Linked DNA regions of Sus scrofa: all the other regions are linked to region 1. The links are chromatin contacts, called in public Hi-C, HiChIP or PLAC-seq and promoter capture Hi-C maps. All regions are on one chromosome and are shown on one strand. The core of a region is the stretch at or near the end of the contact, and the rest is flanking DNA. Distances in the headings are between cores, read along the strand shown. Region 1 holds the start of GABARAP (GABA type A receptor-associated protein). Region 2 holds the start of AURKB (aurora kinase B). Region 3 holds the start of SPAG7 (sperm associated antigen 7). Region 4 holds the start of SLC25A11 (mitochondrial 2-oxoglutarate/malate carrier protein).

Region 1 (3,501 bases), core at 650-3,149:
CTGTTTTACTCACTTATCTCTTTTCCCTTAAGAACTTAGCATTTGAAGCCAGGTCTTCTTACAAAAACTCGTCACTTTTAGCCAGTGGGTGTTGGGCAAACTGCAGCTCAGTCTCCACCGCCCGGCTTCAGCGAGGCTGCCTCACGCTAAGGTGAGGAGGTCAGCGTAAGGGCTCTACCAATGCAAGTTAATTGTCGTCCCAGGTTCACCGCGGATGTTCGTTCTGTGCTGAGTCGAAACCTTCACCAACATAGGCTCTGGTGACAGCTGCTCCCCCTCCACCTGAGTTGGGGTGGGGGGGAAGGGAGGGTGAGCCCTCGGGATGCCGTCTGGTGCCCTGGCCAACGGTGAGGACTGCCTGGGCAGAGTCTGCCCCTCCCACCCCTCTCTGCCCTGGGAGCCCTGCACTCCGTATGGAGTCTGGATGGACACATGGGCCAGATTCTGAAGCAGCCTCACTCTAACTTCGTGTTCGCACTCCCCGGAAACCCCAGACTGGGACATAAAGCGGAGGCCTGGGAGAGCTGAAACATTGTCTGGTGGAGACAGGACTGGCCAGAGTGAGCGAAAGACACTCGGTAATCCGGGAGGCTCAAAGAGAAGCCAAGCCAGCTTTGTTGTGATTTGATTTTTTAAAAACTCTTGTACAAAACTGATCTAATTCTTCACTCCAAGGGCTGGGCTGTGGGTGGGAAACTGGGATTTTGGGCCACTGGATTTTCCCCAAACTTGTCCCTTCCCTTCCTTTTCCATCTTCCCTTCTTCCTAGAGTCCCTCAGACCTGTAACGAGCTTTCTCTTTTTTTCTTTCGTCTACTTAAACCATGCATTATAACTTTGAAACCAAAGCTGCCCTAGGTCCTTCTCTGGGTTTGGGGGAAATGAAGGGGCTTTGTTCACACCCACCCTGGCTCTGGGCAGAGGGTAAGGAGCAAGCTGTTGACCTGAGGGGAGGGTGTTGGCCACCCTGGCGGGGAGGGTCTTAGTGGCAGGATGATACCCTGGCCGGGAGCGAAAGAACAGCCCTGTGTCCAGAGGGAATGTGAGCTTCCGAACAGTAACACAGAAAAGTTTGAAAGGAAAAGAGAACTGGACGCTGGGAGAGGCCTGGCTTCGTCTGCGGGCCTGACTTAGACTAGCTGAGCGGGCGCAGCCCCCCGGGGGCGGAGGGGGGGGTGTCCCAGGCCCCTGGCGCCCCACCTCCCTCCCCTTGGCCCTGCTCCCCCAGCCGCAGCCGGCTCTACTTCCTCGCACTCGCCACGTGACGCCCCGCCCTTCTCTGCGATCACATGATCTCTCCGTGAGCCGCGAAGACTGTGTTCCTCCGCGCTGACGTAGTCCCTACCTTTCAGACCTCTCCAGTCCCTATTCGTCCACTCATTCCTGGAACCTAAGCATTCTGGAAACATAAGCGTCTTTCCAAACATAGGTCTCGTTTCTGCCCTCCTCTGTTTCCAAAGACCGCTTGCTCCATTGGGGTACTACTTTGTTTTGGTGTCAACCGCCGCCTTCAGCGTACCAGCACCTTTCCTGAATAGCTGTCCTTGTAATTATCTGCTTTTTTACCTCTGTTACTTCTGAAAAGCACTTTCGGAGAACCAAGTCTCAAATTATGATTACCATCTCCAAGCCCTTTTCATCCTGTGGAAAAAGTCAGGAAATGGGTTTTCAGTTATTTTCTATGATAGCAAAAAGCCAGCCACCTTTCCTACGTCGCCTGCGTAGCCCGTAAATTGATTCCAAAGCGATTACGCTGATTGCGTGAGGGGGGAGGTCAGTAGGTGGCGCTACGCTAGTGGCGTTGGGGCCACTGAGCTAGGAGCGTAACATAGCGAGTGGGGCGGCCTCTGACGGCCGGGGGCGGGGTTGGTGAATAGGGAAGTGGCGCAAGGTCCGGGATCGCTCCGCTGAATCCGCCCGCGCGTCGCCGCCGTCGCCGCCGCCCCCCATCCCGGCCCCCCCGGGTTCCCTCAGCCCAGCCCGGTCCAACCCGGTTCCCGGGAGGATGAAGTTCGTGTATAAAGAAGAGCATCCGTTCGAGAAGCGTCGCTCTGAGGGCGAGAAGATCCGAAAGAAATACCCGGACCGGGTGCCGGTGAGGACAGTAGCCAGGGCCGAGGGCGCGGGGCGCTGGCGCTGACGCCACAGCCTGGGCTTGAGTCCGAGACCCGCAGCGCGGGCATCAGGCTGCCAGCTGTGGCAGGGTTGGGAATGAGCCCGAAACTGCTGTCTGTGGGACTGGAGGTGAAAGGAGTGGGGTAGCATTAGAACTGGGGGGCTAGGGGATGTAGGCTTAAGGGGATGTAGGCGCGAGAGCTAGACCTTGGATTCGTGTAGGGCGTTTGACATTCCGAGCTTCACAGGGGGTGCTTGAGATTGAAGCTCTAGTCGGCCCAGACAAGACATGCCTGTTTGATTAAAATCATTGTTTGTTATGACGTCCTATTCAGGGATTCTGGAGGTTTAGGTGAGTTTGAGTCAGTGGGATCAGAATCCCTGCTCAGGACTGCGCCGCGTGTTCAGAGACAAAGAGAAATGAGTCTGGGGTAGGTAGGGATGCTAGGAATGTTGAGTTCTTGACAGGTGGAGCTGTGGGCCTGTATACCTAATGTCTCCTAATTTTCGTCTCTTTATCAGGTGATAGTAGAAAAGGCTCCCAAAGCTCGGATAGGAGACCTAGATAAAAAGAAATACCTGGTGCCTTCTGATCTCACAGGTGAGAACCTGACCCAGTAGCCAGGTTTGCTTCCTGGGGGGTGGGAATGTGGTCTCTGCTGGAGGAGGCTCCACATAGCAGCTGTTCTTTTGAAGGCGTTTGTGACCTCAGACTTTCTCAGACCTTGTTTCTTTGGCAGTTGGTCAGTTCTACTTCTTGATCCGGAAGCGAATTCATCTCCGAGCTGAGGATGCCTTGTTTTTCTTTGTCAACAATGTCATTCCACCCACCAGTGCCACGATGGGTCAGCTGTACCAGGTATAGTGTCTGGGAAGTAGTGGAGGCTTTGGAGAGGAGTTGGAAGCACTTGAGAGGCAGGAAGTTTTAAGTCAGCAGGTCTTGGACTAGTTGGCTTACTTAGCTCTCAGTTTTAAATTTGGCTTTAAAATCTCCTTATAGTTCTGGGTTGGGGATTTAGACAGGGCAGTGGGAGTAGAGAGAAAAGAGAACAGTGAGTTGGAGCAACTGTTGTGATCTGGACTTTCCCCAGGCCCCTCCCCATTTCGAGGCAGCAGAGAACAATGTGTGATTTTTATGCCTAGGACTGCTGCTAGGATAATACTGCTCAGCCGCTAGGGTCTGGAGCAAGTGAGAGGGAGAGTCAAAGCACTGGTTTTGGGGGTCTTCAAAAAGAATGTTTTTGGAAGAATGTGCCTGGGTGGTGGTTGGTTCAAGTAATTAAAGCCCAGGTGCCTGAGCACTGTCATTTTCTGCTTTCACCCCAGGAACACCATGAAGAAGACTTCTTTCTGTACATTGCCTACAGTGATGAAAGTGTCTATGGTC
Region 2 (3,501 bases), core at 278-2,777, 820 kb before region 1:
AGCCCCCAAATACCATACTTGCTGCTGATCTAGAAATCCCTTAGGATTTATTTCATTTACATTGGTTTGAATAATATGAAATTGGTATTTTCTGTAGGTCAGAATAACTATTAGTAGTTTTCCATCACTAGACCGAAATAACTACAAAAACTGTAGGTCTGTAATGTGTGTCAGTTAGAATGCTTTGACAGCAAATAACAGAACTCTTAACTCAATGCGTTAGGAATGGAGACCTATTGGCTCACATAAGACAATGGATGAAACAGGCATCCAGAGGCTCCACATTGTCATCAAGTTCTAGGGTTCTTCCCAGACCTCATTTCTGCCTTCTGCAATGCCAGCCTCACTCTCAGGCTGCTCCCTGCTGGACACCATCACCAACAATGCAGGCTGTGTGCTTCCTTGTCCAGTTCCAGCAAGCCGAAGGGAGTTTCTGTCAAGCATTCTGGACAAGAATCCTAAAATTCCCACTAACTGACCCACTTAAGGTCACATGCTTATCCTTAAACCGGTGACCATGATCCCAGAATAAAAGTGTTACCTAGTGTCCAATGAGACACTGACCATTCCAGGACCTGAGCCCGAGTCAATTTCCTTCTAAGACCCACAAAACTCCAGTTGCTTTCAGGAAGTGGGAATTGCTGAAAGACTCGGTGCTCGCTAGATAACCACAATGTTCATTACAACAGGTCTCCATCGAGTTAGGTAGGGGTTGGCAGAACAGAAATCGATAACATGGACTGGTGATTCCCTTAAGCAAAGTCAGGATGTTATTATGAGAAGAAAGAGGAGGGTGCTGGATAGACAATACTTACAAATATCCATTAGTTATTTCATGGAAATTCCCAAATTTTATTTATGTAATTCAATAATGAAATTTGGCGTTAGAAAGAGCAGAGAAGAAGGGAGTGCGACAAGGAGAAAAGTGAGAGCAGTTCCGAACAATTTGACCTTGGGCAGGGCATCTACAAAGAAAAGTCCTCTGGTGGAAAATTCTTGCCAGGAATGTGAGCGAAAGACTTTAAAGGACAAAACAATAACGGCGTAAGAATAAACATACATGCAAACGAACAAACGATATAACAGGGTAGAGAATCCAGAAATATAGCCAAATCTCTACCATGACAGTATTACCAAGGGTAGCGTTTAAATTCCTTTGGGAATGGTGCAGTTTAAGAAATGATACCAGCATAACTGGCTCTCCGTCTGGCAGATAACAGTTAAACCCTAGTTTAATAAAAGCATTAAAAACATAAAAAGAAAAAGATAAAAGAAAACTCAAGTTCATATATTTACACAAGGATAAATTCCAGATATATTAATGACTTAAATTTTAAAAGCAAAACAAAACAAAAAAACCGTGAATTTCTTTGGGGGATGAAGGAAACTTTCCTAAACCGGAACTTGAAAGTGCTGAGGCTTTGCATTCCGCCTTTTCCATTGGGCTCCGTGGCTACGTCATGGGACACCCAGCCAATGAGAATTGGGCATGGCCAGCGCGCTCAGCCAATGGGGCCAGGGCGGGAGATTTGAAAGGTCCTCCGGGGCGGGGGGGCGAGGCCGAGCAGGTTCAGTCGTTTGCCAGCTGCCAGGGGGGTGGCTGTGCCACCGGTTTCAGGTGAGCTGTCCTCCTTTCGTGGGCCCTTGCGCCGGGAGAGACCAAGTGATTAGGCAGGTCAGGGGGTCCGTTGGGTGGTCCCGCGGGCACTCTGCCGGGCTGCTGGTTGCCCTGGGGTGGAGAGAGGGTCCTGGAAAGGGGTGGAGCGGGTAGCAGGGCAGAGGCAGCGAGGCGAGCGCCGAGAGGTGCCCTGATGCCGTCGGCTTATAGACCTGCTTCCTTTCACCAGCTTCCGGCGAGATCATTCCAATCCCTCACTCTCTCGTTCCCTTTTTTCTGTTTCTCACTGCTCTGTTTCTCTTCTCTGCCCAGTTCCCTCCCCCTTTCCCTCTAAGGATGGCCCAGAAGGAGAACACCTACCCCTGGCCCTACGGTCGGCAGACGGTAAGGGTTTTCCCACTTCCCCTTCCCCCACCCTCATGGCGAGTTCCTGTTTGCAGATTTGAGATCCTGCCGAGGGTGATCCTCTTAGCACTTTCTTCCCGGCTTTGCGCGGTTTGGGCCCCATTAGTTTACTGGCAGAACCCAGTCTGTCATTTGCAGCCACATCCTGCTGCAGCCAACATTCAGTTGGTGCTGCCAACTTGAATTTGACCAGCCTATGAGGACCTCTGCAGAGCTGAACCTACTTGTCACATATAAATGACATCTGGGACTGAGCAGGCAGGGTCTGGCCTTCAGGCCATGATTCCCAAACCATTGTGAAAAATAGGCTAGGCAAGAAGAAGAAATAGACTCTGGGAGAACTTAGATGAATTTATAAGTTTAAAAAGTCCAGGACAATCCTAAACTAAGAATTTGAAATTTATTTTAATGACTGTGTGTAGTAAGCATCTAAGTGGCTTTATTTCCAGTTGTCCCAACACTGTTGATTGAAGAGTCTATCCTCTGATTTGAAAATACTACCTTAATTATATATATATATATATATTTATATATAAATATATATATATATATATATACTCCCACATATATGTGGATCTATTTCTGGACTCTCTTTTGTTCGATTTGCTTATGTGTAAATTCCGTACTAATATCACTGTTTGTGAACAGGTCTGTAGGGGTTCTGAGGCTTTCTTCCTCTCCTGACTAAAGGAGAAAGAAGGGCCCTGCACGGGCTTTGCCCCCCTGTTGGTGGGACTTGGGTGTCCTGGAGAGTCCTTCTGTCCCCTTGTCCACCAGCTCTCTCCTGGTGAAGCTCTGAATGAGGCTGTCCATAGTGGAGGCTGAATGCGAAACAACTGTCATGTCTAAACCGGTCACTCGCAAAAGAAAGTGATGTATATTACACACAAGTTGAAAGTGAGAAGTGATCCAGGGCCATCAGAGTAGCCCTTAATGTCCCTAAAGCCTGTTGTTGCAAGGGGTGAATACTGAGATGTGCTGAACATTCAAGGCTCCAAGGGCCTTATCTAAGCCTCAACAGACTGCTTTTTAGGGGCCGGTGAGAATACCTCTGTGCTAAAACTCCTTGAATTGTGGGTGTTCACTACCCCAGCCTCTACTGCCACCGGGATTGGGGACTGGGTGAGTGAGTGGTGTCGTGGACACGAATATTGAGCTTGGACAGCCCTGGGCCTCAGAATGTACTGGGCCAGGGCCATAGAGATGCGATGCTAGGTGTTGGGTATCCTTATCTCAGGCTGACTTAGGCTGTTTATTAATAACTCATGATGGGGCTCTGAGCAGCAAAGTTGTGGTCTCTTTAAACTGGGGATGGGTGGGTGGGTGGTTGGCTCTGCATCAAGTCCTAAAATGCTGTTTGCAGCACATTCCAATCCGGTCACTGGGATAGAGCAAAGCCATCCTCTGACCTCCCCCCTGCTTCTTCTCAGGCTCAGTCTGGCTGAACATCCTGCCCCAGAGAGTCCTTCGGAAGGAGG
Region 3 (3,501 bases), core at 491-2,990, 650 kb after region 1:
TGAAGCCCAGGATCCTGTTCACCTCCTATCCAGTTCCTCTCTGTGGCCCCGGGGCCTGGCAGCTCAGAAGCTCTCTTCCCTTGAAGCTCAAGGCTCTGCCCATCGGTGCACCCCATCTTGGCCACTGACTGTTCTCTGACTGCTCTGTGAGTCTCCTCTCTGCATGTGAGGAGGTGGCATAAGATCATGGTTAAGAACATAGGCTTCAAAGTCACACCTGGGCTTGAAACCCGCCACTTAGTAACCATATAACCACAGGCAAGTGACTAAACTCTGAACTCCCTAGTCTGTTAGGCTTCCTAGTCTGCTAACGGCCGCTGGTGAACCCATCTAGACAGTCATGGTGAGCATTAAAAAATTCCACTTCCTATGTCCCAGGGCTCCCTTCTTCCTCAGAGCTTTCAAATCTCTGCCTTGAGCACTGTGCTCCCCTCTCACTTACCGAATTACCCATTCTTCATCATCTCAGCTCACTGCAGACTAGGTTAGGACCCTACTTGTAGCCCCTCTCATAACAATTATTTTTCCTTCAGGACATTGATAAAGCTGGTTTTTAAACTCCCGTGTGAGCATTTCATGTGGGCTCCTGGAGGGTACCCCTGGGCCCGAGTAACCACTCAGGACAGCAACTATGGATGATATAGTTCGATATTAGGCAGCACTTGAGACTTCGAAGGCAACCTAGCCTGCCCTGGCCCCACCTCGGACGGGTGGAGAGCCGGTGCCCGGGACATGGTCAAGGCTGGTGTCCTCCCCAAGGCAGTCATTCTGCCAGATTCATTCACACGTCTCAGAGCAGCAACCCAAAGAGAGGGCAGCCCCTCCCCGCGGGCCGCGCCCTGCGCTGGGAGCCCAAGTTGACAGGCCAGCAGGGAAGTTACTCGGAGAACACAGGCGGGGAGACTACCGCCAATCGGACCGGGCAGGGGCATTCTCATCCCTCCAATCAACATTCACTCCCCCCCCCGGGGGGGGGGTTCTGGCATTTAAGGGTGTAGATGAAGAAGGTTGGTTGGAGGAGCGGCAGAAGGGAGCGGGTTAAATCAAGAAGGCGGGGCAGAAAGGCGCCAAAAGGACTCAGCAACCAATTAGAGGTGCTGAGGGTGGGGTGGACTAGAGGAAGGTCGAACGAAACGTGATAGGTAGACGTTTAAGTTGAGGTGACCAATAAGGGTGAAAGGCTTGCGGATGGACGTGTCCGGGGCCCAATCGGAATAGGGACAGGGGTTGCCGGGACTCGAGCACCGAGAGGCGGGAAAGGCAGAGCGGTGGAACACGCCCCCCGCTCCGGTCCGAAGGCGGGAAGAGGAGCCGCCGCAGAACACCAAGGGGTTGGGTGGGGTTGGAGGCAGCCTACCAATCACAGCACGCCACCCGCGGACAGGCGGGCTCGTCGACGAATTAAAAAGAAGGACTGCGGAAGGCCAGGGTAGGGAGAGGAGAGAGGGCTGGCGCTGGGCTTCAGGTAGCCAATCAAGGTCCGCTAAGAACAGCGGGCGGGCCGGTAGCCCTTTTAGGGACTCCGGGGGTCTCTGAAGGGGACCGTGAGAGGTCTTTCAAGGTTGAGGAGGCGGGGTCGTCAAAGTGGAAGGAGTGAGGTCCTGTGAACCGGGCGAAAAAAGGCGGTTGTGAATTTGGGATCCTCACCTCGGGCCTTGCGCCGAGTCTCCTGGTCACCGAGGCTTGGTGGCTTCTCCATGGAGCTCAGGATGGAGCCCAGTAGGTCCGCCATCTTGGGAGTGACTGAGAGGGGGCGGTGCGTCTTAAAGGGAAGGGCAAAATGCCTTTAAGGCCGGAAACACGTCGGAGGCGGAAAACCACGCGCCCGCCCCGCCCAGCTCCCGTGCGGCGCTGACGCCAGCTGGGGCGCCCGGCGCAGCCTCCCAAGGGCGGAGGCCCCGCCCCGCCCCCCCCGCCCCCCACTCCCCGGTCAGACAGAGGCCGGAGGCTGGCTGGTGCAGCGATGTTTAATGGCAATTCGTAGAAACCAAGCCCATGCACAAGTAGAAAGTGCTCTCGTAGAGCCGGCTGAAGGCCCCCGCCGCGCCAGGAACCACAAGTCCGGCTGTGCAGCCCTCCCCGCGGCGCCTTAAATAGATTCTTCACTATACTCTGTATGTTACATTATGTACAAGCCCCCTCCCCTCGGGGACGGGGCAGGACTCCGCAACGCGTTCTTATATACACCCCTCCTTTGGCCCCGAGATCGGTGGCCGGAGTCGGTCGGGGTGACGGGGAAACACAGGGTCAGAAAAGGAGGGAACAGACGCAAACATGCGGAGTCGGGGTGGGGGCACAGTCAGCCCTGAAACACGAGGGGCGCGCGCGCAGTGAAGGCAGAGGTGGGACCGAGGCGGATACATTCAGAGACTCGTTGAACAAATAAATAAGGCAAGTCAGGAAGGGGCTGAGGTGGGTACAGGCGGGTTCGGAGATGTGGAGAAGGGGCAGGCAGGGCTCCGGAGGTCACAGCTGAAGATGCAGGTATGTGGGGCGTGGGTCTTCTGGAGCCGGGGACTCAAAGAGGGGGGCACGACCCGGAGGGAAGAGGAGAAGGAGCCGGGGGTGGGAGAGGGAGTTCAGCACTTCGGAGGGGGCGGGAGCGGAGACCGAGGATGGGCTCCTACAGAAGTGACGGGAAAGCTGCCAACGGGGGGTGGGGTGGGGGGGCTCCCCCTCCCCCAGAGAGCCCTCTCCCTGTTAAGACTGCAAGAAGCGGCCCCGGCTGATGAGAAAGGCGATGGAGAAGTCAGGTGGCCAGGCCGGGCTGGGGAAGCCCTTCCAGCTCCTGGTTCTGCTTCAATTCCCTCATCCTGCCGAGAGACAAGGAAGGAGTCAGGGGACACCGGCCGATCGGGAGGTGGGATGGGGGAGGCGGCAGGGCCAAATCGCAGCACCTGTGTCGGCAGCGCCGCAGGAATCTCATGATCTTCCGGGCTGCCTGGTCCTGCTTCTTGGTGAGAAAAGAGCCTCTGGTGGAAGAAAGAAGAGATGAAACCTCACACAACACGCGGGCATCCCCTGCCCTCTGCCCCTTAGGGACCCTGGCAGGGGAAGGGGGGGGCAGAATGATGGAGGGTATCCTTGGGCAGTGGGTATGGCCAGCAGGGGTGGAAAGCTAGGGCCATACTTGCTGCGGGCAGGCAGGGGGCCCGTGGGCCGGTGGGGAGGCCCTGGCCTGCGACGGTAGGAGCGGTAGTGCTGCTGGATGAGCACCGCTGCCCGGCGACTCTGCTGAAATCGCTTCTGTTCATAGTAGCTTCGGAACTTGCTCTGGATCAGGATGGCAGCCTGGGTCATCTTCTTATAGAGTGCAAACTGCAGGGGTGGGGAGGAGGGGAAGGGGCTGAAATGGAGGGACAGAGATCCAAGCCCCTGAGGGTCACCCCCAAGTTCAGTTGTTGCAAGTCTCTCTCTAATCCACACGGGAAAGCTGAATCATCACAGACAAGCTCACGCCCAGGTCTCATGCCTAATACCTTGAGTGCAATCCAGGTCAGC
Region 4 (3,501 bases), core at 681-3,180, 630 kb after region 1:
CACAGGCATAGAGGCGGCAGTGGTGACCAGGCCACTGATCATGCTGGCACAGAAGTGGCACAGGATGTTGTCAGAGAAGTAGCCTGGGGGAGGCGGAGCAGGGGGTGGCGGTCAGCTGGGAGCTGGCTCAGGCCAGGCGGGGAGCTAAGGGTTTGGCTCTGAGTCTCACCTGAGTCCAGTAAAAACTGCTTGGACTGAGAGTAGGAGGCGAGCTGGGCGGCATTGACGACGACGGCCCGAGCCATGGTAGGGATGCAGCCCTGGGGTGGGGGTGGGGGGGTGGAGTCAGAAATGCCCAAGACCTGACCCCCACGCCCCCCAGGTCTCCAGCCCCTTCACTCACCCTCCATAGTGTGGGGACCCCTTCTTCCCGGACAATTCGAATCAAGGCGTCAAATACATTTTTGTAGCCCCGGCGCTGGTCAGGTGGAAGCCTGGCGGGAAGGCAGGAAGAGGCCAAATTCAGGAGAGACCACCCTGTCCCCACAGGAGCGAAGAAAAGGAGGCCAGAAGGCCGTGAACGGGTGAATGCTGTACTCCAGCTCTAGGATAAGAAATCAGGTCTTTCACTGGAGATTCTAGGGAACGGAGCTGGGGTCAGGCTCAAACCTGGAACTCACCGGCCATCAGCAGTCATGCGGATAAGAGCCACCTCAGCTGGCGTTCCCACAAAGGCACCAGTTGCGCCTGCAGTCATGCCAATCAGGGCCTTCAGCAGAAAGCCAGGGGGTGTACCGTCAGCCCCAGTCAGGCGCTCAAACAGCACGGTATAGATACCAAGGCGAGTGGTGGTATAGGTGGCCTGGCGAAGCAGGCCAGCTGACAGCCTGGGGAGCGAAAGGGTCAGTGCATCAAGCCAAGGTCTGGAGCTGCCAACCCACACCCTACCTCCCCCATCATCTGGCCCCAGTACCCTGTATAAATGCCCCTCAGGCCTTCCGCCCTCAGGATGCTCGTGAGGGCATGGAAGCTGGTTTTGTACTCTCGTGTCTTGGCTCCTTCTCCACTCAACTGCATCCGGTTCTTCACCAGGTCCAGGGGCTGTACAAAAACTGTTGCTCCCATCCTGGGGAAAGAAAGGGGTGGAGTCAAGTGCCAGGTGTTCCAGATCTACCAATGCCCCCTGGAACCTGGCAACAAGAGGTCACAAAGGGCAGGGTCTGCCATGTGACTGACCAAGTTTTAGGAGGCTGGCGGACATGTGTACAAGAGTCTCCACATGTACCAAGAGCAATAAGTCTGAAAAGTCCAGGGGTCCAGTAGGGGCCATGCAAGAAAAGTGCTCCATGCAGCTCCAAGGGTGTCAAGCAGGGATCCCAGGACTGCATGCAGTCGGACCCAAAGAAGAGAGGTGGGCACTTATGACCTGGGATCCCACGTTGTCCAGCAGGAGCCATGCAATGACCTGGAACCCCAAACAGCCCCTCAGAGCCAAGCAATGGGTTGGGAAACTCAGGCGGCCCGGCAGGAGCCGTGCATGCAGCCCAGAAGGGACCCTGCGATGGGTAAAAAGATCCTGGTAGCCCATCATGGATCTCGCACTACGACGGGGACCGCGCTGACCCCGTGCCGGCTCGGTTCACTCTAACAGATCCAAAGATGAGCCGGGCCTGGTTGCTTGCATCCGTCCTTTCCTCCTCCTGTCCCATCCCTGGGGCCTGAGCTTACCCGGCCAGGCCCCCAAACAGGAACTTGACCGACTTAGGGGAGGTACGGGGCTTCGCGTCCATCCCACCGGCCCCGGGACTCGCCGTCGCCGCCATCGCCACTCAATGGCCCTCGGCTCCCGGTCCCGTGCGCGCGCGGCCCCGCTCGCGCCCAAGGTGACACTGCGCGCGCAACAGGGGCGAGGGCGCGCGCGCACACCCCTCCGGCTCTCAGGTCCAGCGCTAGCTGGAAGTTGGCGCAGGCGCGAGCGCAAGGGCAGCCGGGAGTAAGGCGGAGCTGAAGGAGGAGCTTCCAGAATGGGTGCGGGAAGGGGTGTGGCTGATTTAGGAAGCCAGAGCATAGGTGCAATTTTTATCGAATTGGAGTCGCGGGAACACAGAGAAGAGGGTTTCTGAAGATCTCGCGAGATCTCGTGAGCTTAGACTAGCCCGAGTTAGGCAGTCCCTCGCGGTAGGTACGGGAAGCTCTCAGCAGGTGGGAGGGATGTGTGTGGGAGAACTCTCGCGAGACGTGAAGATACGGCGGCGGCAGTGGCGGCGGCCAGAGGGAGGCGGAGAGGTTTGTAAGCCAGCCAGTTGCAGGATCCTGGGCACTAGAGGGGAAACAACCAAGCTGTTGCCTGGGGCTTCGGTGCTCCTTTCGTCTGTACAGGCACTCCTCTCACCTCTAATCTTTTCTTTTAACCGGACTTTTAGGACCGGAAGTCCTTCGTCTGGAGCGTCCAATGCTGGAAGCGGCCTGACCTTCTTTGCCGGAAACCCTCTTACAGGGAATGGGAATACGGCCCACCTGGCCGGAAGTCCCACCTCCGTGATCTCCCCCCACCCTTCCAGAAGTTTTTCTGTCACCTGGGCTTGCTTCTGTTCCTTTCCCCCGTTTTATTCCTATACCAGAAAAGGGTATTTTTAGTGTCGCCTTCCCGGCTCCACTAAGGGGGTTGGCTATCTCACTCCCCGAGTCGGGGGTCCTTCCCCTCGTCCCCATGTAGCTGAGAAGGGGGACCTGGGGGTGGTTGGACCCCTGGGACCCTGAGGAAGGGCCAGAGAGGGCGCAGAACTCCGCTTCTGCTCCTGCTATCGGGACGCGGCCTCCTCCGCCTCTCCCCTCCCGCTGCCATGCACCCTGCGGCCTTCCCGCTTCCTGTGGTTGTGGCCACTGTGCTGTGGGGAGTGGCCCCCAGCCAGGGGCTTATTCGAGCGGTGAGTCTGAGGGGCAGATGGGGGAAGGGCGCTGAAGGGGAGAGGTTGCAGGCTAAAGGAGAGACATGGACTCTTGCCGCAGATCTCGGACCACAATGCCAGCATGGACTTTGCAGACCTCCCAGCTCTCTTTGGGGCTGCCTTGAGCCAGGAGGGACTTCAGGTGATTTTCTTCCCTTTTTCCTGTTTCCCAAAATTTTCCCTCTTGGATGATTGAAGCTGGAGGTAGAAGAGTCAAGTTAGGAACTTAGCGCAAGAGCACATCTGGCCTGGTGGAATCCAGAATCGGAGGGAGGAGACAAAGTCTACTCCTAGAACTCTGAGCCTTATGAAGGAGACTGAAAGTGGACCAAGATAAAAGGCACCAGGGGTGGTGCTTATCAGTAGGGTCTCTAGAGCCAGTTATTGGTTTTTATGACCTTGGACAAGTTAATTATCTCTCTGGGCCTTAGTTTGTTTTACTGTAAAGATGGAATAACAGTAAAAGTTACCACAGGATTATTGTGAGAATTAAATTAGGTAAGCAGCTTTGTAGTACTTCACAAAGACTGCCACATAGCAAGAACTCAGTTGGGCCATAGATACCAGTATAGTTGTTTCCAAGATGGGTAATTGGAAAGTGAAGAGGGTGTTA

Evidence for each region. Promoter capture Hi-C pulls out the DNA fragments that hold promoters and counts their contacts. A called contact is a pair of places that touch in the nucleus more often than the background predicts. HiChIP or PLAC-seq counts read pairs in DNA pulled down with a chosen protein or histone mark.
Region 2: a contact with region 1 is called in a promoter capture Hi-C map of fetal liver, with 5 times the contacts expected there. The contact joins the promoter of AURKB here to the promoter of GABARAP in region 1. A contact is called at or near these places in 2 of 5 promoter capture datasets (fetal liver and liver) and 1 of 47 Hi-C or Micro-C datasets (embryonic fibroblasts).
Region 3: an H3K27ac HiChIP or PLAC-seq map of alveolar macrophages shows a contact between it and region 1. The contact joins the promoter of SPAG7 here to the promoter of GABARAP in region 1. A contact is called at or near these places in 2 of 5 promoter capture datasets (fetal skeletal muscle and liver) and 1 of 2 datasets of contacts at active chromatin or transcription factors (alveolar macrophages).
Region 4: a Hi-C map of liver shows a contact between it and region 1, with 2.9 times the contacts expected there. The contact joins the promoter of SLC25A11 here to the promoter of GABARAP in region 1. A contact is called at or near these places in 2 of 5 promoter capture datasets (fetal liver and liver), 3 of 47 Hi-C or Micro-C datasets (heart right ventricle, liver and skeletal muscle) and 2 of 2 datasets of contacts at active chromatin or transcription factors (alveolar macrophages and skeletal muscle).

Annotation. Positions count from the first base shown.
Region 1 is chr12:52,596,564-52,600,064 of Sscrofa11.1, reverse strand. GABARAP (GABA type A receptor-associated protein) reads left to right here and starts at 1,899. Exons shown (of 4, transcript NM_001190288.1): 1 at 1,899-2,094; 2 at 2,637-2,715; 3 at 2,855-2,973; 4 at 3,441-3,501. The coding sequence starts at 2,005.
Region 2 is chr12:53,413,881-53,417,381 of Sscrofa11.1, reverse strand. It overlaps AURKB (aurora kinase B), which reads left to right and starts at 1,527. Exons shown (of 10, transcript NM_213919.2): 1 at 1,527-1,618; 2 at 1,931-2,002; 3 at 3,454-3,462; 4 at 3,465-3,501. The coding sequence starts at 1,955.
Region 3 is chr12:51,947,152-51,950,652 of Sscrofa11.1, reverse strand. SPAG7 (sperm associated antigen 7) reads right to left here and starts at 1,740. Exons shown (of 7, transcript NM_001243921.1): 1 at 1,648-1,740. The coding sequence starts at 1,732. It overlaps CAMTA2 (calmodulin-binding transcription activator 2), which reads right to left. Exons shown (of 23, transcript XM_021067750.1): 20 at 3,480-3,500; 21 at 3,131-3,318; 22 at 2,898-2,972; 23 at 1,950-2,813. The coding sequence ends at 2,750.
Region 4 is chr12:51,969,223-51,972,723 of Sscrofa11.1, reverse strand. It overlaps SLC25A11 (mitochondrial 2-oxoglutarate/malate carrier protein), which reads right to left and starts at 1,930. Exons shown (of 8, transcript XM_021067766.1): 1 at 1,669-1,930; 2 at 914-1,066; 3 at 621-827; 4 at 344-434; 5 at 170-260; 6 at 1-83. The coding sequence starts at 1,763. It overlaps RNF167 (E3 ubiquitin-protein ligase RNF167), which reads left to right and starts at 1,913. Exons shown (of 10, transcript XM_003131906.4): 1 at 1,913-2,226; 2 at 2,364-2,867; 3 at 2,950-3,030. The coding sequence starts at 2,784.